4 separate regions of the Mus musculus genome follow, and regions 1, 3 and 4 are each linked to region 2. A link is a contact called in public promoter capture Hi-C data. All regions are on one chromosome and are shown on one strand. Each heading gives the region's core, a stretch centred on a gene start, on an enhancer-like site or on the middle of the called end of the contact. The rest is flanking DNA. Distances are from core to core; before and after follow the strand shown. Region 1 holds the start of Ptges3l (prostaglandin E synthase 3 like). Region 2 holds the start of Ezh1 (enhancer of zeste 1 polycomb repressive complex 2 subunit). Region 3 holds the start of Atp6v0a1 (ATPase, H+ transporting, lysosomal V0 subunit A1). Region 4 has its middle 22 kb from the start of Aarsd1.

Evidence for each region. Promoter capture Hi-C pulls out the DNA fragments that hold promoters and counts their contacts. Capture Hi-C pulls out chosen DNA fragments and counts their contacts.
Region 1: a promoter capture Hi-C map of hematopoietic stem and progenitor cells shows a contact between it and region 2. The contact joins the promoter of Ptges3l here to the promoter of Ezh1 in region 2. A contact is called at or near these places in 11 of 39 promoter capture datasets (the C10 cell line, the HPC-7 cell line, cranial neural crest and 8 more), 5 of 484 Hi-C or Micro-C datasets (the AML12 cell line, the G1E-ER4 cell line, embryonic somatosensory cortex and 1 more), 6 of 115 datasets of contacts at active chromatin or transcription factors (the 230-238 cell line, bone marrow-derived macrophages, effector CD8 T cells and 3 more) and 3 of 9 other capture datasets (adipose tissue, liver and macrophages).
Region 3: a contact with region 2 is called in a promoter capture Hi-C map of liver. The contact joins the promoter of Atp6v0a1 here to the promoter of Ezh1 in region 2. A contact is called at or near these places in 6 of 39 promoter capture datasets (the C10 cell line, the HPC-7 cell line, hematopoietic stem and progenitor cells and 2 more), 4 of 115 datasets of contacts at active chromatin or transcription factors (epiblast stem cells, extraembryonic endoderm stem cells, memory CD8 T cells and 1 more) and 3 of 9 other capture datasets (adipose tissue, liver and pancreatic islet).
Region 4: a promoter capture Hi-C map of 3T3-L1-derived adipocytes shows a contact between it and region 2, with 4 times the contacts expected there. The contact joins the enhancer-like site here to the promoter of Ezh1 in region 2. A contact is called at or near these places in 21 of 39 promoter capture datasets (the 3T3-L1 cell line, 3T3-L1-derived adipocytes, the C10 cell line and 15 more), 3 of 15 datasets of contacts at CTCF or cohesin (the NIH/3T3 cell line, large pre-B cells and stem cell-derived epiblast-like cells), 90 of 484 Hi-C or Micro-C datasets (the AML12 cell line, B cells, the Ba/F3 cell line and 52 more), 11 of 115 datasets of contacts at active chromatin or transcription factors (the SCID.adh cell line, astrocytes, bone marrow-derived dendritic cells and 8 more) and 4 of 9 other capture datasets (adipose tissue, embryonic tail, liver and 1 more).

What each region holds. Positions count from the first base shown.
Region 1 is chr11:101,423,109-101,428,445 of GRCm38.p6, forward strand. Ptges3l (prostaglandin E synthase 3 like) reads right to left here and starts at 2,220. Exons shown (of 7, transcript NM_001357574.1): 1 at 1,508-2,220; 2 at 1,047-1,160; 3 at 869-935; 4 at 672-770. The coding sequence starts at 1,515. Rundc1 (RUN domain containing 1) reads left to right here and starts at 1,977. Exons shown (of 5, transcript NM_172566.4): 1 at 1,977-2,502. The coding sequence starts at 1,996.
Region 2 is chr11:101,223,324-101,228,838 of GRCm38.p6, forward strand. It overlaps Ezh1 (enhancer of zeste 1 polycomb repressive complex 2 subunit), which reads right to left and starts at 3,140. Exons shown (of 21, transcript NM_007970.3): 1 at 3,073-3,140.
Region 3 is chr11:101,006,746-101,012,587 of GRCm38.p6, forward strand. Atp6v0a1 (ATPase, H+ transporting, lysosomal V0 subunit A1) reads left to right here and starts at 2,696. Exons shown (of 22, transcript NM_016920.4): 1 at 2,696-2,819; 2 at 5,012-5,192. The coding sequence starts at 5,076.
Region 4 is chr11:101,392,286-101,397,685 of GRCm38.p6, forward strand. It overlaps the pseudogene Gm51949 and the pseudogene Gm25475. Among named protein-coding and RNA genes, the nearest start is that of Aarsd1, 22 kb to the right of the region's middle. Within about 2 kb of position 2,831, at least 12 of the 459 cell types and tissues checked have an H3K27ac peak or open chromatin away from gene starts, as enhancers often do. A contact at or near this core is called in 3T3-L1-derived adipocytes, adipose tissue, brown adipocytes and 3 more, where this site is marked.

The DNA.
Region 1 (5,337 bases), core at 970-3,469, 200 kb after region 2:
CTTAAGTGTGAGAAAGACAAAGTCAAGGTTATGTTTAACAGAGCCCACTGAAAGCGATGGAAAGAGTGGCTAAGAAATGAGACAGAAGGGCTGGAGAGATGGCTCAGCGGTTAAGAGCACTGGCTGCTCTTTTGAAGGTCCTGAGTTCAATTCCCCGTAACCACATGGTGGTTCACAACCATCTGTAATGAGATCAGATGCCCTCTTCTGGTGTTTATGAAGACAGCTACAGTGTACTCATATAAATAAAATAAATCTTTAAAACAAACAAACAAAAAAGAAATGAGACAGAAAATAGGCAACGATAATAATACCTGTAATGTCATACACATGCTTGCAATATCAATGTTCAGGAGGCTGAGGCAGAGGGATGGCAAGTTCAAGGCCAGCCTGAGCAACAACAAAAGAGCTTGACTCAAAAACAAAAGCGAACAGACAAAAACCTACTTCCCCCAACAAACCCTGGTGGTTGCTGTCTAGACTAGGAGGAAATATATAGATTTCAGAATAAATAGAATATCAAATACACACGACCCAGAGGACTCCCTAAAATAGTGACTGGAAAGAAGCCAAACACAGCTCCAGATATAACTCTGATGCTTGGGTGCACAGAGAGAATGCTCAGATGAAGGGAGAGCACAGGAGTAGACCACTCCTGCACACACACTCACCTTTATATCCTCCTTTGTGAGCCTAGGCCAGGCCACCTTCTCCTTCCATTTCCTCACAAAGCAAGTAATGGAGCGACCAGAACGCTTATCCTGGGAGTCCTGTCAGACAGATAGCCTTATTTTTAGGATAAACTTCCAGTCTCCTTGCTTGGCCAGCCTTTCTTGTTCAGATATGACTATCCTTACCCTGCCCTCACCTTGGAGTTCACCTTGGCATAGAATTCAATCTCGTTATACAGCTCCACTCCATCACCATTCCTGCAGCTAAAGTTACAGTAAAGAGACATAGGAAGTGACAGGATAAGTTCTTGAGACACCAGGAGGATAGGAACGGTTCTTGAGACCCCAGGCCAGTCCACAGGGGAAGACTACTACCTGAACACGACGCGGTGGTCCTCAATGAGCACACTGACGTCGGTGCTGTCCTCAACGCAAAACTCCATGAAAACATATTTGGGTCTGTCGTACCACAGAGTCCGGGCAGGCTGCCTGAAGAGGTTGGAGGTGGGGCTTGGTAGGGGTGGGCAAGACTGAAGGCAATATGGAAAGGTGGAGGGAGGAGACAGTAGAGTCGTACGTGGTGCCACTGAACCAGACAGAGGGGAGTAGTGGGAGTGGGCAGAGGTGGCGAGAATAAACCCAGAGAGCCAAGGGAAGTAAGGAGTTAGAAAATACGTTCAGATCTCACCACCCCCTCTCACCCACAGTCACAGAGACGTGGAGTCTGGGGTGCTGGTGGGCAGACTCAGCGGCTTCTACAAATGTGGGAGAGGAAATCTGCAGGAAAACGGACAGGGGAATATGTAGGACCTGTATGATGGCGGCCTGAAACTCACCGTTCCATGGTGACTCCAGCTGCCCCGTGGCTTTTGGAGTCCCAAGAAAAGGCCTCTATCTTTAGATTCTAGGAGGCTCCTAGCAGCTGCCTCTCCTTATATGGTAGGAGGAAGGGTTGCGAGGGAGGGAAAGAAAGTTGGCTTGACAGCAAGAGTGATTTGGACTCCAGAAGGACACCGGGAGCGTTTTCTACATCTCGGGGTCTCCAGAAATAAACATATCAGAAATACAATATCTACTCTCTATCCAGGGAAAGGGCTACTCTAGCCCCTATATGCAGGAAGTTACTTGTTCTCGGTTTCATTCACTTGTTCCTCCAACTCAAAGTGTCTAATTCACAAAATGCATTAAAGTCCCGAGGGGGCGGGCCCTCCCGAGATTGGAGGAGTGCAAGACCCGCCCACCACTCGTCCAGGCTTCCCTGCCAGAGCCCGTTGCCATGGCAGCAAGGGGGCGCCACTGACGTGCGGGCGGCGTTTCCGGGAAGATGGCGACGGTGGAAGTGGCTACGGAGCTAGGAACTGTGGTGACCGCTGTCGGGCCTAAGGCGAAGGACGAGGAAGAAGAAGAAGAGGAGGAGGAGTCGCTGCCACCATGCGAGACTGTGCGCTGGGCTCCCGTGGGGGCAGTGGCCGAGGCCGGTCCTGGGGCGGCGACGTTCTCGGAGGCGGCGGCAGCCGAAGAGCCTGGAGCGGCTCCGGGCTCTCCATCCGACGCGACTGTCCGCACGCTGAGGCGGCTGGAAGCCGAGCGGCGGCAGCTGGATTCGGCCCTGCTCGCGCTGTCCTCGCACTTCGCGCAGGTGCAGTTCCGTCTGCGCCAGGTAGTGCGCGGGGCGCCGGCGGAGCAGCAGCGTCTCCTGCGCGAGCTCGAAGACTTTGCCTTCCGCGGCTGTCCTCACGTCCTGGGTTACGAGGGGCTGGCAGACCCTTGTGGCGGTGACGAAAGCGATGTGCTGCCGGGGGACCGGCCACGGGTGCGGGGTGAGGACCAGGTGAGTGTCTGCCGCTAGTTCCGGATGCGGATGAAGATGATGCAGGCGGGGAGTTTGTGGGTGGTGATGCTGACACGGACCGAGGTAGAAAGGGTGAGGAGCGACCGAGCTGGAAGTACTATAGGCACGTGTATGCAAGATAGAGAGAAGAGTCAGGAAGATGCAGAAAGACATATGGCGAGCCTTAAAGAGTATTGAAAAGGCAGTTGGTAATGGAAGCCGTGCTGCCTCTGTCGACTTTGAGGTACTTGAGTGTGTATTTGTGTCACTCTCTCTACCCTGAAGTATATACCCTGAGCACTTATTGATAGAATGAACATTGGGAACGGGAGAAGTGTTAAGTGAAAGGGAAGTGAATTGGAATCCATGGAAATTGAAATTAATGCCCCGTGCTTTTTTTGGCATATAGATAGGCTGTGATCTTTATGCTGTCTTATCTCAGTGACGGCTTTGGTGAACAGACACCATCCCTTGGCAGTGGAAAGAAACACACCTGACTATAAGGATGTCCTGACAGTGTTTTCAGACTGCTCTGCCATCCTGGTTAATAACGGGGTTCTCTGAACGGGGCCTTCTGACTGACCAGTGCGTTCTTCAGTACACCGAAGAAGCAAGGAAATTCTGTAAACCACAACGCGGGAAGATTCCTTACAAACTTTGAACGTCTGGAAGCTGGAAGTTTTGAGACAGGCCGCCTTTTCCGCTTCCTGTTGTGCAGATTGCAGTCCACATGTGGCTTTCTTCCCACTCAAAATGGTTTAGCCAAGAAAACTTATTGGTAGGAGATAGTGACTTATGCTGATCTGAAGTGTTTCCAGTTCCTTCCTTCTCATACCCATATACCCTTGCACAAGGAGCAGTCAACCACAAGTCAACAGACTTAAAAAGTGGCCAGGCCCTGTCCAGTATTGAATGCCATGGAAGGTCCTGGGCAGAGATGGTACTGTCTCTATTTTTTATTGTCACTTTCAGAAAAAATTGTCAAGGTAATGACATAAAAAAATTGTCCTCGCTCTGCCAATTAAGCAGCTGTATTGTTAAGTACATTCTTTGGGCAAAATGATATATTTTTTCTGCTTTGGGGGGGGCAAAGGGAACAGTCTTGGGGGTGGCACCCAGGAAGTTGCATGTTGTAGACAAGCACTCTGTCACCAATTAAGCTATGTCCTCAGCTCTTGAAAATTATTATTATTGATTTTTTTTAAAAGACAGGCTCTCTGACCCAGAACTTGCTATAGAATCATCTTGAAGTTTTTTTGGGTTTTAGTGTGTGTGTGTGTGTGTGTGTGTGTGTGTGTAGGAGCACAGTGCTGGTGTCACAGCCTACTTGTGGAGGTCAGAGGACAGCTTTTAGGAGTTAGTTCTCTCCTTAGAATGTGAGTTCGAGACATCAAGCACAAGCCATCAGGCTTGGTGTTCCTAACCTTGAATTTCTCCTCATCCCACCTCCATCTTCTGGATACTGAGATTATAGGCAGGTGGACCAACCGGAGTTAGTCAGTGCTTGGGTTTGAACCCAGAACCTAGTACACTCGAGGCAGGCACACTACCAAGTTAGCTATCTCACCAGTCTCTCCCAATTACCTTCAACTTTATCTCAATGTGTACTGGACATTAAACATATTATTTCCTGCCTTGCCCCAGAACTTATTTGGTCTTGCTGATAAACTTGTTTGATTAATTCCAGCAAATATGCTGTAACGATGACAGCGAGTGACAGACTTGGCAGGTGTAGTCATGGAAACAAATCAGGATTTATAGCTGGTTTCTTTCTTCATTGGCTTCACAAAGGAATGACAAAGATAGACTATGTTTTTGTTTCTTTCTCTTTTGGGTAGTTAGACAATTTCCTCCAGTTCATTATTTGGAGTTTGTTGTTCTATACCTAATTTAGTTCAAAAAACATAAAAGAAATATGTAATGAGGTCTGGAGAGATGGTTCAGTGGATCAGAGCAGGCTGCTCTTGCAGAGGACCCAGGGTTGATTCCCAGTATCTACACAGCAGCTCACAACTGTCTATACATGCTGTTCAAATGATTGGGGACCCTCTTCTAGGCTCTGTGGGCACCAGACACTCCTGTAGTGCACAGACATACGTGTGGGCAAGTCATCCAGGAACATAAAATAAAAATGTAAAGATTTTTTTTTTAAGGAAAAGAAATAAATATATTGAGAATTCACCCGTACTGGGCACAGTTCTAGGTATATTGAACATCAAAAGTCAAGGTCCTTGAGTTTGTAGATTAGTAGAGACAGGTCCTAAACAAACACTATAATGACTAAGTGTACACAATACAAAGGAAGAAATGACTTGTTCTTCCTGGAGAAAACCAGAGAAGGCTTTTTCAGTGGAGGCCTAGTTAGTAACTGAGGAAAAGAATGGGGCTATGGGGCTGGTGAGATGGCTCAGTGGGTAAGGGCACCCGACTGCTCTTCCGAAGGTCCAGAGTTCAAATCCCAGCAACCACATGGTGGCTCACAACCATCCGTAACAAGATCTGACTCCCTCTTCTGGTGTGTCTGAAGACAGCTACAGTGTTCTTACATATAATAATAAATAAATCTTTAAAAAAAAAAAAAAAAAAAGAATGGGGCTATGAGGAACAGCAGCAACACTCAGGAAGAGCTGGAGAGCATCCTGAGGCGTCGCCAACAAAGCTAAAGGGAGGGGATTGCTCTTTACGAAGCTGGAGGAAAACGTAATTCTTTGTTTTTTGTCTTTTCTCTCTCCTCTCTCCTACCTTGCTGCTTGAGGGCTTGGTAAGTACCACTTTAAGGCTGACTTTAATTCTGTGTAGATCCTAGTTTATAATGCAGCCTTATATCTATGAGTG
Region 2 (5,515 bases), core at 1,890-4,389:
AAGTGCAACATATGCTTACCACACAACTTGCCACAGAAGAAAAAAACAGCACCCAACACACACAGAGACACACAAAGACCACACCTGGTTCTTCACTAGTTAATAATCTAGTTAGTAAGCAAAATAACAAAGGCTTTGGAGCCATGTGGCACCATAGCTTCTTAATTGTCCCATCTTGTTTTTTCCATTTTAATTAAAATTTATTATCAGATTTATTTTATGTCAGTGTTTGGTCTACATGTACATATGTATGCCGCGGAAGGGCAGTGCCCTCAGAGTTCAGAAGCTGGTATCAGTCAGATCCCCTAGAGCTGGGGTTATGGGCCATGTGGGTCCTGGGACCCAAGTCAGCATCCTCTACAAAAGTAACAGGATACTCTTCAACAGCTGAGCCATCTCCTCAGCCTATTGTTGTTTCATCCTCAATTCATAATAGGAATGGGAAGGAGGGTTAAACTATGGACATAAGATATATAAAATGGAGGCTAAAGAGATGGCTCAGTAGTTAAGAGCACTGACTGCTCTTGCAGAGGTTCTGAGTTCAATTCCCAGCAACCATAGCGTGGATCACATCATCTGTAATGGGATCCGATGCCCTCTTCTGGTGTCTGAAGACAGCTACAGTGTGCTCATATACATAAAATAAATACATCTTTAAAAATATATATCTAAATTGAGTCACTAGTTTCAATTTCATCAACACTTGTACAGAATGAGTTCTAGGACAGCCAGGGCTCAAAACAAACAACAAAATGCCAGTATCTCAGATCCTCCATCAACCTCACCTCAAGGATGCTAGGTCGTCATGGATAACCTTGAACTACTGAACCACCTACCTCTATCTCCTTAGTACCAGAATTACAGACATGGACCACCATGCCTGGTTTGCTGTGAACCACAATCTTAACTAAAGAACTCTAATTAACATAAATATTTCCTAGTGTTCAATAGAACCAGGCCATCCCCACTGCAGACAAGAGTAACAAAAATCAAAACGGATTTGGTTTTCTCCGGGGATGCTTTTTTTTTTTTTTTAAATTTCCAGGACCAGTGGAAGAGAGCTGCCTTGAAGATATACAACCACATTAGCCTGCTATAGGCAGGGCCCTGCCCTAGCTGATTATGAACTACATCAGCATAAAGTTTTGTTGGGGACCATCCATTATCATTCAATAAAAACCAGACTCTTCGGTTAGACATGAGTCAGAACATCCACAGAAGGCTTTAGAAGGGTGTGTGCGCCACATCCCCTCAGATGTTTCCTTTTTACAGATGGTTCTTCCAGGTTTACATACTTTTGTGGTTGTTTTGACACAGAGTTTCATTTAGACCAGGCTGACCTTGAAAAGGCTGGCCTTGAACTCCTAAGCCTCCTAATTCCATTAACGGAGTTCTGGGATTCTAAGGCTGCAACATCACAACTAGCATCCTGTTTATGTGATTAAGGTCTTCTCTCCTAACATGCATTCACTCCTATGTGAGCTGGTTATCTCCCTTCAGAGCCACAACTGGGTTTCCAAGGCTGAAAACAGGTTTCTCAAAAATCAAAAGACTGGGGCAGCGGTCAAACCTTCTCAGGCTGGAAAGACATCCAATGTCCTTTCCTCGTCTTAAAATCTTTGGGTGGAGGGTGAGTCATACCTTTTAATCCCAAGAGGTAGAGGCCTGAGGATCCTGTGAGTTCAAGGCCTGCCTGGTGTACAGGGAGAGTTCAAAGATAGCCAGGTGCTATGCAGAGACCAAAATCAACAAAAATATTCATTGGGCTGAAGATTTCTTATTCTGAGATATCATGTAGCAAATGTACCCCAAAAGTCTCTACATTTTCAATGTCCTCCCTGTACATATCCAATTCTTTGTGATCCTTGGCTCTGTTTCCCAAGGCATAGGTTCCATACTTTGGCTAATCAGTTTACCCACACCTCCAACACTAACCTCCATCTAATCTATTTCCATTCTCTTCCTTGTGCCCCACCACCTACATCATCTCAGTGGTCACTTTGACCAAAGTAAGCTCGTCCCACATGGTGAAAAGCCTGCTCAGCGGTTAAGAACACTTGTTGCTCTTGCAAACAACAAGGACTGGCTCAGTTCCCTGCTCCCACATGGTGGTATGTAAGCATCCTTAACTCTAGTACCAAGGGATTCGATGTCCCTGGAACCATCCATACATAGAGTGCACACACATTAAAAACAAACAAACAAACAACAACAACAACAACAAAAACCCAAACAACTAAATCTTAACAATTCTCGCCAGGCGTGGTGGTGCACTCCTTTAATCCCAGCACTGGGAGTCAGAGGCAGGCGGATTTCTGAGTTCGAGGCCAGCCTGGTCTACAGAGTGAGTTCCAGGACAGTCAGGCTACACAGAGAAACCCTGTCTCGAAACACGCCCCCAAAAAAAATTCTCTTAAAGCTTTGTCTCACATCTACTTCCTGACAAGTTATGTCCCAAATATAGCACCTTCCCTTTTACTTCGGGATGCGTTCATTTACATATCGTTTCTGGGAATTCTGGGGACGGGAGAGACAGTCACAGTTTGAAGACAAATCCTCACTCAAACCCGGAACTAAAGTGAGGCGAGTTAGACCAGCGACAAGGTCCGGGAGCAAAATGTTGAGGAGGTGCCGCGCGACCCCGGGAATCTCGACCCTGACACTTGGGCGTCTTAAGAACCTCTCACACTTGGCGGGCATCTCGGCCTGGCCACCCCTTCCTCAACATCACTCAAAGCCTCTGCGAGCCCGAGCCACCCGGGCCTCTGGCCCTCCCGCTTACAAGAGTCAGGGTCCCCTGGCAGACGCCAAGGCCCACCCACGTTGGCACGGGCCACCAGCCGGGTCCGCCCCCGCCGCGCCCCCTCCGCCACGCGGCCCCCCGCAGCTCGCACGCGCTGTCGCCCCGGGTCCCACCACACTCGGGACGACAGGCTTCGCGCTACCCCGGGTCAGGCAATGGTGTGGCCCTCAGTTTCCTCATTTCTTCGCCTCCCCAGCCCTGAGGTTCAAGCGTCACGCCAAGCCCAGGCCCGGCCCCACCGCCCAGCCCCGTCTTGTTTACTCACTCACCCTCCATCCTGAGACGCAGCCACCCGCCACTAGGACGCCTGCGCGCTACGGCCACGCCCCTGCGCCGCGGCCACGCCCCGCGCCTCCCCTCCGTGCGCGTGCGCACTCTGAGGGTGGATCACCTGGGCTGCGGTCTTCGCAGGTGTGTGTTTTCGCTAAGGTGATGTAGCTCTAGTCCGACACTTTCCTAGGTGGCGCTGTCAGAGAAAAGTCATCCTGGAGCCACAGATCTCTTCTTGAAGACTTTATTCAGCAGCGCACCATTGCCAACCGTGTTTAGACAACTTACAAGTCAAATTTTGGAAGACAGCCTGCCTCTGCCTCCCAAGTGCTGGGATCAAAGGTGTGCGCCACCACGCCCGGCTTGAGAATATTGTTTTAATATTTATTTATTTATTTATTATATGTAAGTACACTGTAGCTGTCTTCAGACACCCCAGAAGAGGGCATCAGATATCATTACGGATGGTTGTGAGCCATCATGTGGTTGCTGGGATTTGAACTCACGACCTTCAGAAAAGCAGTCGGCGCTCTTAACCGCTGAGCCATCTCTCCAGCCCTCGAGAATATTTTTTAAACCTCTCCACAAGATACTTAATATTACAAAAAGGGAATAGTAACTATAGAGGCAAGAAATATCCATCATCAGAAACGAACAGGTTCTTTTTTTCAAAATATTTTATTATTTATTTATTTGCGTATGTGTGTTTTAATACATGCTATGGTGGTTTTTGGTTTTGGTTTTTTGTTTTTTTGGGGGGGGTGGTTTTTCGTTTTCGTTTTGTTTTTGTTTTTTTCGAGACAGGGTTTCTCTGTGTAGCACTGGCTGTCCTGGAACTCATTTTGTAGACCAGGCTGGCCTCAAACTCGGAAATCTGCCTGCCTCTGCCTCCCAAGTGCTGGGATTAAAGGCATGCACCACCACTCCCCGGACTTTTAGTTATTTTTTAACGATGCATTTGTTTGTTTTAGTGTGTGTGTGTGTGTGTGTGTGTGTGTGTGTGTGTGTGCCTGGGTGTATGTATCTGTACCATGTGTTTGTGGGCATACTTGGAGGCCAAAAGAGGCCATCAGATCCCCTGGGACTGGAGTTGCTAACCGTAGTGAGGTACCATGTAGGTGCTGAAGATCAAATCTTGGTCCTTTTTAAAGTCGCCTTTGTTCTTATCCACTGTACCATCTCTCCAGCCTCCACTATTCTTTTCCTTTTATCAAAAACTTTGGAGGTAGGTATAGTGGTGGCACACATCTTTAATCCCAGCACTTTGGAGGCAGAGGCAGAGGCAGGTGTCTGCAGAAAAGGGACTGAGGTGCATATTTTACATATCAAAGTGGACCTGGCCTCCAAGTTCTCCCAGCAACCCTTCAGTTCCTACCTGGCATACCCTGCCCCCAACCCTGAACTTTCCAGCCCAGGGGCTGGGCTGCTGTTTCTCCAGAGAGGTTCTTCCCTGTATAATCCAGACATTTCTCATGCTGGCGCTATCCGGCTCTGCTCGCGCGCTCAATCTCTCTCTCTCTCTCTCTCTCTCTCTCTCTCTCTCTCTCTCTCCTCCCTCCCTTTCTCTTTTCCTTTCTCTCTTTCCCTCTTCCTCCCTAGCCCCACTTCCCCATGGCAACTCCCCTAGCCACAATCCTTGAGGGCAGAGAGCAGCTTCCTAACAAAACTGCCTTTAATTAATATAATCTGGCTTGAATTGGCTCATTTCACCGGCAGCAGAGAAATAACCTATCAATAGGTAGGTAGATTTTTATGAGTTCGAGGCCAGCCTGGTCTACAGTTAGTTCCAGGACAGCCAGAGCTACATAATGAAACTCTGTCTCAATAAATGAATACAGAAAGGAAGGAGGGATGGGAGGAAGGGAGGGAGGGAAGGACAGAAGAAAGAAAAGAAAAAGAGAGAGAGGAAAACCAACCTTTGGGTTTCTAGGCCAATGAGCTGGCTCAAAGTAAAGGTGCTTTCTGTGCAAGCCTGGTGACCTGGTGACCTAGGCTTAATCCCCACAATCTACACAAAAGTGAAAGGAGAAAAGCAACTCTACAAAGTTAATCCTGGGACCTCAAAAGTGGCCATGGCACTCCCACCCACCCACGCACACCCACTGCTGCTGCTGCTGCTAGTAGTAGTAATAATAATGATAATAATAAATTTAAGCCGGACGTGGTGGCACATTCCTTTAATCCCAACATTTGGGAGGCAGAGGCAGGTGTATTTCTGAGTTCGAGGCCAGCCTGGTCTACAAAGTGAGTTCCAGGACAGCCAGGGCTACACAGAGAAACCCTGTCTCAAAAAACCAAAAAAAAAAAATAATAATAATAATAATAATAATAATAATAATAAGTTTAAAAGCAAAAAAGCCATTTTATTGTTTTCCTCTTGTATCTATTTGTCCAATAACCAATTAACTTAAGTATTCCTTTATGCTGTTTTGGGTCTTTTTT
Region 3 (5,842 bases), core at 1,446-3,945, 220 kb before region 2:
TGATTAATCTTTGTTATTTAGGTGTCTAAGCAAAAGCTCAGTTTAGACTTGATAGTTTTGCCTAAGTCTCAAATGGAATTGCTAAGATCTTTTTGGGGCCATAGGCATACTCAAGAACATCATATTTTATCATTTTGTTTTTGTACTTGTTTTTTGTTTGTTTGTTTGTTTGTTTGTTTTGGTTTTTTGAGACAGGGTTTCTCTGTATAGCCCTGGCTGTCCTGACACTCACTTTGTAGACCAGGCTGGCCTCAAACTCAGAAATCTGCCTGCCTCTGCCTCCTGAATGCTGGGATTAAAGGCGTGCGCCACCACGCCTGGCTTTGTATTTGTCTTTGTGAGATTGGGTCTCACCCTGTTGCCTAAGCCACCCTAGAAATTCTGGGCTCAATGATCCTACTGCCTCTGCTTTCCACATTCAGTAGACTACCGGTGCTTAACAATGCACCAGTACACCTGACCTAACAGCATTTCTTTACTTTTTTTTTTTTTTTCTATGCTTAGAATTTGAACCTCATTCATGGTTAAGCATGTGTTTTATCTCTGAGCCATACCCCCAGCTTCAAAAACATTTACATTTTATCTTGTTGGATAATGCTACGTCCTCTGATCAAGGGGTATATCTACCTCCTAGGGTTATTGTGATAGGTAAAGGAGTCTGTATTTACAAAGCATAGCGGAAACTTGCTGGCACATAGTACAGTGTTAATTATTGCACTCACCTCTTTCCCCTGCAATTTCTTTAGATGCTTTGTTGATCTACTCGGCCTGGTGTTCACTAGGAGGCAATCCTCCTGCGTCAGCATTCCAAATTACTAGGCTTACTACAGGTGTGAGCCATATACCCCCACCCCCACCCCCAAGTATTGAAATGTACTTCTCAAGATATTTTTTTTTTTTTGGATGGGAAATGTATCTGCTCCATTTTCGTATCTGTGGTACCTAATACTGTCTCACAGTTGTAGACTTCAACAAATATATTACCCATGAGGTATCATCTAACAGACAGAAATGCCCTCTCTGACCATAAAGAAAGGTGGAGGATAGAAAAATAGACATGAATCCCAAACCATAGACATTTGAAATTAGTGAGAGGCAAGATGGCCAAGATTAGAGCACGGAAAGAAAATAGATGAACACTGGGGAAAGATGTCTAGCAGGAGATGAAAGGAAGAAGAAGAAGAAGAAGAAGAAGAAGAAGAAGAAGAAGAAGAAGAAGAAGAAGAAGAAGAAGAAGAAGAAAGTCTTAGCTTAACAGGTTAAAGTATTTCAGACAAGCCTGATGCCCAAGTTCAATTCCTGGGTAACTCGGGGTTAAAGAGAACCAACTCCCACTAAGTTGTTCTCTGACCTCCATAATAACTATTATTATTATTATTATTATTATTATTATTGGACCTCTAAGAGGATGTACTTTCAGGGAAACCACGGCGTGGGGTGTAGAAACAACTCAAGTGAACTATAGTCCGGGATAGGCTTTCTTACAGGTAGTGTATGAAACACTTGTTTGCGGTTAGGAAGCAGCTGACTCTGAGGTTAGCTTTTTTTTTCTAAGTCTACGAGGAAGGAAGTGACAGTCATTGTGAAATACTTGGCAGGATTTCAATTGTGGGTCCCTGCCTGTAGAAGGAGCTTCAGAATGTGAAAACCGTAAAGCCTAGGTCTCAGAAATGCTGCTTCTCGAGAGAATTGTAATGAAGCAATACCTTCAATTACCATGTGCAGTAGAAAAATTCAAATAAAATGTTCACTGTGTCCATCATTTTGTTCGGGCTCACAAAACACGTTTTGTAATACTTCTGCCAAGCAGATAAAAATTATCAGTACAAGTTGCTTTTTTTTTTTTTTTTAAATCCGAAATACCTCCTTCACTACACTTGAATCTCAATGAGTTCCGCCACCCACAGAGACTGACTGACCAGTTCTCCAAGTTCCTCCTGATGTTTCTGCTGACTCCCTACTCTTCTTTAATTGGGGGGAAAGGACTCTATCAATATTTAGAAAAGGAGCTTTAAAAAAAAAAGGTAGGTATTATTTTGCATTCAAAAGATATATGAGGAACTGAAAACTCCTACGTGGTCAGATGGGTTCACAGAAACCTAGTAAGCAAGATAAAAATAATTACTTTGTCAACATGTGGTCTTCCGGGGATTTTTTTTTTTTTTCCAATTTGGATAAGTGTAAATCCTAGGTAGCTGCTGGAAGAATGAATCCGATACTTTGTAAGTGGACGAGATCCTATGTCTCTAATATAGGACTTATCTTAAGTCGCTCTCCAGTCTGGGGCTCAAATATTTTCAGAGGTCTAAGAACGACATAGGATGCGTATACGTAAAGAAGACTAGCTTTGAGGCTCCCTTCAAGCTCTCAGATCATTCTATAATGTGCCCATTTCTTTCATGCTGCTTTCTCCAAGAAAAAGTTGTGAATTGGTTCTCTGGAAAGTAGAGATGGCAGGTAACCTTGCTCCGAGGATAATAGAGAGAAAGGATTCTGATGGGCTCAAAAGGCAAACACTTCAAAAGTCACACGCCCAGCCCAGATGACTTCCAAACTGGGATAGAAATCACAACGCCGGAACAAAGATGGCGACTGCACACCAGGACTCGCCCGAGCCCCATAGACTCTGCACTGCGGCAGCAGGGGAGAGGCAGCATCCTATTGGTCAACTGAGATGAAATCATCTCGGGGGCGGGACTCGACGGTGGCGTGGGGGCGGAGCCTTGCTTGCGTACGCTGGTCGGCGACTCTGCTCAGCCTGAGCCGGGGTCGCTTTGCTGCGGCGGCTGCGGTCGCGGCGGCGGCGGAGCCGGCGAGAGGTGAGCTGGGGTTGTAGAAAGAGCGCTTCCCCGAGTGGCTTTCGAGGGGACGTGGAGCGCACTCGGATACCTCGGATGCTTGTCAGAAGAATTAGCCAGGATCTTAGGTCTCTGAGAAAAATATGGGGGGCTCATCTCCCTCTTCGGACACCCTTCCTGTGGGCAGAGGAACTGGAGGGCCACTGCTCAGGAATGACCCGGGAGAGGAGGAGGCGAAAGGACAGAAGAGATCGGATAGGCAGAGTGATCTGGGGGGATTTCTTAAAGGGTCTTACAATTTGGGGATTTCTTCCCTAACCAGGAGACAGGTTATGCCTGGTCCAGAAAATTTCTGCGCTCTCACTGTGCAGCTTAGAAACGAAGAGGTGAACGACAAATGCTCCCTGCTAGAAAGGGAGGATTGGAGAATCCGAGCGAGAGTCCTCCTGGGAGGACCTTGGGTTTGGATCACCCTTTTGCAGAATTACTTTCTTCGTACTTCATTTCGCGACCCCTGGAAACCGCTTTTCCAAATTCGTATTGTGTTTGGTTTCAGTGGGGGTAGAGATAGTCTTGGAGAGGCCTGTAATCATGAAGGAACAGGAGGAGGGCGGTAACTCACTGGAGGCTGTCAGCCCTGTCAGCCCTGTCAGCTATGCCTGTCAGACATGATTTCATTTATTTTGAGGTTGTGGCATCTATCCTCGTTCAAGGTGGAAAGGACTGGTTATAGCTTATGTGGGTGATTCATATTCTTAAGTCAACCCACATAATCTCTTGAGAAATGCTTGCTTTTAGTCGAGTGTGTTATTTTGCTCTCCTTGAACACCTAATGCCGAAAGGATTTGTTTTTCGGGTTCCTCAAAATGTCTTCCTGCCTTCCCGAAGGGCAAATCTTCTCGGAAACATCAGTCTTATCTATCGATTAACATGGAATTTGCATGACGTTACGACATTAAAAGTGATGCAGTGCATGATGATCTGTTGAGGATAGATACTGCAGATGCTGCTGTACCGAAGCTGAGCGGGGAGCTTATCGCGAATAAATAATTGCATTTTCAGTACCACTGATAGCGCCAGCTGCTGACCTGAACGGAAGCCTTCAGGCTCCTAGGAGAGACTTGACAGATAGAAGAAGGCAGTTGTCTTTGAGGATGGGGATGAGTCGCAGGAAGCTGCAGAGGTGGAAGGCTTTTCCTCCGGCTTGTTAAAAGTGCTTTGTCATTACCAACGTTTTCCTGTCATGCCTGAATTGAAATTAAGCTGTGTGGGCTCCTTTGTCTTTTTTTAAAATGATGTTAATATGTTGGAGTTCCTTAGAAGAGGAATACTGTTTTCCCAGGAGTTTGGAAGCTTGATCCTTTTAGCCATAGCTTTCAGATAGTGCTGGACATTTTAGATGTTGGAAGTGGGCATTGTCAGTGAGAGGGGAAGCAGTCACAGCTAGTCACATCTTTTATATAAGAGGGTAGTTAAAATCTCTTTTATTGTTTCCTGCTCACAAAAAACCCAAGAAACAAAATGAAATAACAAAGAAGAGGGTTTTAGCAGGAAAGTTTGTGTCAAGTGTGAAAAAGCAAACAGTAGCAACAAAAAAGCTCTGGGCATGTTGGTGTATCCCTGTAATCCCAGCTCTAAAGAGCTGGAGGCAGTGCCATTGGTGGTGGCTCACTATGCCAGCACTCAGAGGTAGAGAGACAAGTGGGTGAGTTTCAGGTCAGCCTGGTCTACAGAGTGAGTTCCAGGTCAGCCAAGGCTACACAGAGGAAATCCTGTATGGGGGAAAAAAAGAAAAACAAAAACAGATGGGAGGCAGGAGGATCAGGAGTTCAAAGCCAGCCTTCACTAATATTGAGTTTGAGGCAGGCTGTGGGTTATATAAGACACTGTCTCAAACAAAATAAAACCAGACCCCCAGGTAGTGTGAGCCTCATATTAAAGAGCTTTTGGGGTTCTCGGTTCCTGTCCTTATTCTGCATATATTCTTTTGTATTGTGTTGCTCCAAAACACTGTCAGTCCATCCTGATTCCTTGCATTGCTTACAAAGGAAATGACTCTTAGTCTAGGCTCTCTCGTCTGGGATTTAGTAACTGCTTTTGGCAATTTCTCTTTTGCACCTTTCTGAGCCAGATAGCAAGAGTGTTAAGACTTCCCCTTGGGGCATGCAAGATAAGAATCTCACCTAGGGTATTGTTTATTCTTGGTCCTATAGGTTAATTCTCAAGCCAAGTCATTTTCTCTCTTGCCTCGGATTGGAGTGAACTACCATCGCCACCATGGGGGAGCTTTTCCGGAGTGAGGAGATGACGCTGGCCCAGCTATTTCTACAGTCTGAAGCTGCTTATTGCTGTGTCAGTGAATTAGGAGAGCTTGGGAAGGTCCAATTTCGGGATGTAAGTGAAAGTAAAGCTGGTTTTTTGTTGTTGTTGTTTTGGTTTTTTTTTTTTTTTGAGCACCATTGATTGAACCGATTTTGTTTGTTATGTTGAATGGCTTTATCTTGAGGGTTTTCTTTTTTTTTTTTTTTTTTTATTTGCAAAGTAACAGCATAGCACTGGCTTAGCACTGGCTTAGACGGAAGCTCAGGTTGTCTCTTGTCTTTCTAGAGATAGAAATGGTTTCTGCTCATTTTTCCTTGGACAATTATCTTAAGCTGGGCATGGTGGTTCATCTCTATATGGCTAGTACTCGGGAGGCTGAGGCAATGAGGTGATGAACCTGAGCTACAGAGGGAGACCTTGTCTTGGAGGAGGAGGAAACAAAAAACTCAAATAAAACAAAAAACTAAGCATGATGGGAAATGACCTGTGACCCCTGCACTTCGGAGGTAGAAGAGCAGTGTTTTGAACTCAAGGCCGTCCTTGGCTACATAATAAGTTAGTTTGAAGCCAGCTACATGAGACCTTGTCCCGGAGAAAAAAGAAAACTATTTGAACTACTCTTAAGGAAGTTGTTAGGAATGCTGGTAGAAATTTTTTATTTTGTTTGCATCTCCCTAACACTACAGCCTGATACTTAAAACAAAAAGCAAAACAAAACAAAG
Region 4 (5,400 bases), core at 1,581-4,080, 170 kb after region 2:
ACTTCCTTTGGTGATGAACGGCAATATGGAAGTGTAAGCCGAATAAACCCTTTCCTCCCCAACTTGTTTCTTGGTCATGATGTTTGTGCAGGAATAGAAACCCTGACTAAGACATACGCACACACACATGCTATATACCACACATATTACATACATATACACACACCATACACATATCTATCCCCACATACATCACACATGTACACACACACACATACTCACACTACACCCCACACACATAAACAACTATACACACCACACACACATAGATAGAGAGAGAGAGAGAGAGAGAGAGAGAGAGAGAGAGAGAGAGAGAGAAATCAGAAAATCCCTTAGGTATCTCACTGGACAATCAGGTCTTTCAGCATGCTGAGCAAGTACTCAGCCACTAAGCTACATCATCCCCAGCCTGGCTTATTTGTTTATCTTGTTTGGGTTTTAGAGGAGTGGGGTCCATTTTTCTTTTTTTTTAAAATATCAACAAAAAAAATCTTAGAAGTATTTTAAAATCTTGTTTACCTGTCTTGTGTGTGTGTACACATTTGCAGTCAGGTGTCTGTGCCACTGTCGCACATGGAGGTCAGAGGGCAACTTGCTGAAGTTGGTTCTCGCCTTCTACTATCTGGGTTCCAGGGCCGGCGCTTGGGTCCTCAGGCTTGGCAGCAAGCGCCTTTCACCACTAAGCCATCTCACCAGCCCAGTTCTTAACATCATGGAAACTTTTACCTAAAAGAAGCGTAAGCCACAAGTACCACATATGGAAGAACTGTGTGAGTTCCTGATGCTTGTCCATGGACTTCATTTTCAAAAGTGGCTATGATTTCCAAAACCTGGCTCATTTTCTCATGTACATTCTACAAAGGCTGCCTTTTCTAAATCTTGTTTTATATAAAGTAATTAATGCTGTCAGTTAAAAGCAACCTGGACTCAGCCAGGTACACACCTTTGTTTGCTCCCAGCACTTGGAAGGCAGAGGCAGGTGGATGGCTGTGAGTCTGAAGCCAGCCTGATCTACAGAGCAAATTCCAGGATGGCCAGGGCTAATAAAGCACCCATTGATTACTACTTAGAGACATCGAGATTGTGTGTGTGTGTGTGTGTGTGTGTGTGTGTGTGTGTGTGTGTACCTGTGAGGGAGATGCATGTGGAGATGAGAGATCAGTCTTGGGCCTTGTTCCTTCTCAGGTACTGTTATCTTACTGTTTTTGAGTCAGGGTCTCTCACCAACCTGGAACTTGGCAGGTAGGCTTAGGTTAGTTGGCCAGAGGCCCCAATGATGTACCTGTCCCCACCTCTTCAGCACTAGGGTCAGGAGTCTGCACTATCATATGCAGCTTTTTAGGCTGACGATGAGGACCAAACTCTGGACTTCCTGCTTGTGTGGCAAGCACTTTATCGGACAGTGCCATCTCCAGAATCCTTACATCCAGATTCTTATATAGAAAATTTACATAGAGCAAAGGATACGGGAACTAGGCAGAAACACGGACCTTTGTTGCTGCCTTTGTGTCCCAGTGAAGAGCTGGGAGGCTGTACGAAGACGAGGAGAAAATGTGATCTAGGGTCCGAGGAAGATGGAGTTTGAGAAGCTGAAAAACTAGAGGCAACACTCAAACCTCACTTTAAAAAGAACATACAGTGTGTGTGTGGGGTGGGGGGGGACTTTTGGGATAGCATTGGAAATGTAATTGAAGAAAATACGTAATAAAAAAAGGAAAAAAAAGAGAAAAAAAAAAGAGAGAGAAAAAAAAAAAAAAAGAACATACAGGAGCCAGGCGTGGTGGTGCACGCCTTTAATCCCAGCACTCGGGAGGCAGAGGCAGGCAGATTTCTGAGTTCCAGGCCAGCCTGGTCTACAGAGTGAGTTCCAGGACAGCCAGGCTACACAGAGAAACCCTGTCTTGAAAAACCATGGCCAGTGGTTAAGAGCACTGGCTGCTCTTCCAGAGGACCTGAGTTCAATTCCCAGTACCCGCATGGCAGCTCACAACCCTCTGTAACTCCTGTCCCAGGGGAATCAAATACCTTCATACAGTCAATGGACAGAAGATAAAGATAAATAAATAAATAGAACCCAGAAACCAGGCAGTGGTGGCACAGCCTTTAATCCCAGCACTTGGGGGATGGGGCAGAGAGTGAACAGGCAGATGGATCTCTGAGTTCGAGGCCAGCCTGGTCTACAGAGTGAATTCCAGGAGAGCCAGGACTACACAGAGAAACCCTGTCTCCAAACAAACAAGTATCTATCAAATGGACACAAAAGAATCCAAAGGAACACTGGCAACCAAGAAGTCAAGTGCAGCCTCTGAATTGCTTCAGGGGCAGGCACCATTTTGAGGCCTCTGAGCTCGCTAAATGCTGGAGATGCAGGAGCAAAGGCATAAAATGTCCATGTATCAGCAGTGTGAGCATGACTCTGTGGCAGCTCCTACGCTCAGGGGCACTGAAGCCCAGGCACCAAAAATAAAGGTTGAGGAAAGTCTAGAACTCCTTAAAAGGAAAAATGACAATGCCATGCTAAGCAACACACATCTGGCGCCCTGGCTATTTGGGTTGTCCAGGCAGGAGGACAGCAGAATCCAGGAAGTCAAGGCCAGGCTGGGCAATATAGCAAGACTCCTACTGAAAGAGGGAGGGACAGGGGCTGGGAGATGGTTCAGTCCACAAAGCGTTTGCCATGCAAGCATGAGGACCTGTGCACACACGTGTAGCAGCACACATGGAACACGTATGCACATGTACACATACACACTCAGAGTGGGAGAGGAGGGAGAAGGTAGGGACAGAACATAGTTTCCAGAAGACTACAAGTCATTTCTTGTTTGCCTGCTTGTGTTTTAGAACTCCCCTTATGTTCTACATCCTAGGAACCAGGAAACCATGCCTGCCTAACTGGACAAGGGCTCTTTTATCCTTGTTATTCCCCTTATTTAATTAGTTCATTAATTAACTTGGAGACGGGATCCAGTCCAGCTTCATCAGCCAGACTGTGTACCAAACTGAGCTACATTCCAAGCCTTCTCTGCCGCTGCCAGAGGCGTCGGCAAGCACAGGCTCCCAGCGCCCTCTGCTGTTCTATCTGTCACAAGGGAAGGGTTATTGGGACTGACATTGCTGAAGGGTCCTCATCTGGGCAAGAAGCTGTAAGGGCAGAAGAAACTGCAAAGCTTTGTACAAAACTCCGGACGAGCTCACTCGCTTGGATCACAACACAGACACTGAGAGGAAGCAGTGGGAGCCAAGGGCCTGACCTTTGCCACGATGATGGTTTTTTTCAGACTTTCTAAGCCGAGTAGAAACCTTCAAGACATCCAGAGCAAACGCATCAAAAGTGGAATGTTAGGATCACTTAATGCTATGTGTTAAGCAGGGTTCCAGAAACAAGGAGGAAAAACAGCAGACTCAGGAAGAGGTAGAAAGAACTACAGGCTTACCTTTAGAGCCCCATAAAGATCAATTCCTGGAGCCCAGGAAGACAGACTAGAAGGTAAGAGCATTTGCTGCACAGATGTGAGGACCCGAGTTCGAATCCCTAACACCCATGTAAAACATGGCTGCACATGCCTGTTTCCCCAGCAGTGGGAGGTGGAGGCAGGTGGGCCTGGAGTTCACTGAGCATTGGCCTACGTTAGATAGTGAGCTTCCAGTTCAGAGAGAGACTGAGACAGAAAGAGTCTTTCTCACAGGAATAAGATGGAGAGGGGTAGAAGAAGACACCTGACATTGTACTTAGGTCTCTTCATGTGCAAAGACAGACCAGAAGAAACCCTGGCTGTGGAGAGCTTTTGGAGCCCACTTGGTGGAAATTTGACATTGGGCCAGGACAAGGAAGTAAGCTTGGGCAGGAATCTAATTTTAGGCTAGAACAAAGAAGTAGGCTTCAGGCAAGAATATGACTTTGGGCTTTTACCTCTTACTCTCTTGCTCTTACTCTTTCTCCCCTGTTCCCCCTCTCTCTGCCTTCCCTTCCCCCCTCTCTCCACGTGTTCATGGCTGGCCTCTGCTTCCCTACTCTTTCCCTCTCTCTGCCTTTGTACAATAAATGCCTTAAAACCAAAAAACAAACAAACAAACAAGCAAACAAAAGAATATGACTTTGGGCTTGGACATGGAAGTAGGCTCAGATATCTTGGTCATCCTGATAATGCCTTAGAAACAGTGATCGTGGGACTTTGTTTATTGCCTTGCTTGTTCCTTGATGATTTGTGTTTATTGTCTTGCTTGTTTCTCAAACTAGAGCTGACTTTATCACTTGCATGTAACTAAAATGGTATAAAAGCAGATTGGGAAAAATTTATTTCACCTCAGCCTCAGAACAGGCTGGGGTCATGCTACAGTCTTGTCTAATTGTCTTTTTCTTTTGAATCCTCGCTCCTGCAGCAGCCTCAAGCCAGCCTGACTGACCTCCTCCTCCTCCTCCTCCTCTTCCTCCTCCTCCTCCTCCTCCTCCTCCTCCTCCTCCTTCTCCTTCTCTATAAGGACAAAAATTAATCAGTATCATCAAGGTGGGAACAGGGCAGCATCCAGGCAGGCATGGTACAGGAAGAGCTGAGAGTTCTAAAATCATCTGAAGAGAGTTCATCTGAAGGCTGCTAGCAGAATACTCTACTCTCTACCTTCTAACAGCTGCCATATTTGAAGGGTCATGGACAACCCAGTTTCTTCTAGGCTCTGAGCAACTTTGAGGCAAAGGAAGGGCTGCTAGTGGCCATCCTGTTGGAAGAGAAACCAGCCAGCCTGTGTATATAGTTTGGTCTCTTCAGCACTAGTGGTCCAAATGCTAGCAATCAGGGGATCAAATCCTCCCCAGGCCTCATGATGCACCCACAACTCTTCCCTGACTGCTTCTCCTTAATAATATTATCTACTTCCCTGTTCTGTTTGTTTTCCTTATTTATTTATTTATTTTTATTTATTTATTCCAAAATCACCAATGGGCCAGGCAGTGAGGGCACATGCCTTTAATCCAGAGGCAGGCAAATCTCTGAGTTCAAGGCCAATCTGGTCTACAGAGTGAGTTCCAGAACAGCCATGGATACACAGAGAAACCCTGCCTCGAAAAAAAAAAAAACTAAAAAAAAAATAAATAGAATTTTTAAAAAATTCCACAATGGATGCACCATTCCTGGAGGTATTGCAATACCAGATCGATGCGTGGAGTGCACAGAGCAAGCTCCTATTCCAACTCCTAATTCCAAAAGGGGCTGGAGAGATGGCTCGGCGGTTAAGAGCACTGACTGCTCTTCTGGAGGTCCTGAGTTCACATCCCAGCACCCACATGGTGGCTTACAACTATCCTTAATGAGATCTGACACCTTCTTCTGGTGTGTCTGAAGACAGCTATAGTGTACTTACATATAATAATAAATAAATGTTTAAAAAAAATATATATATATATTG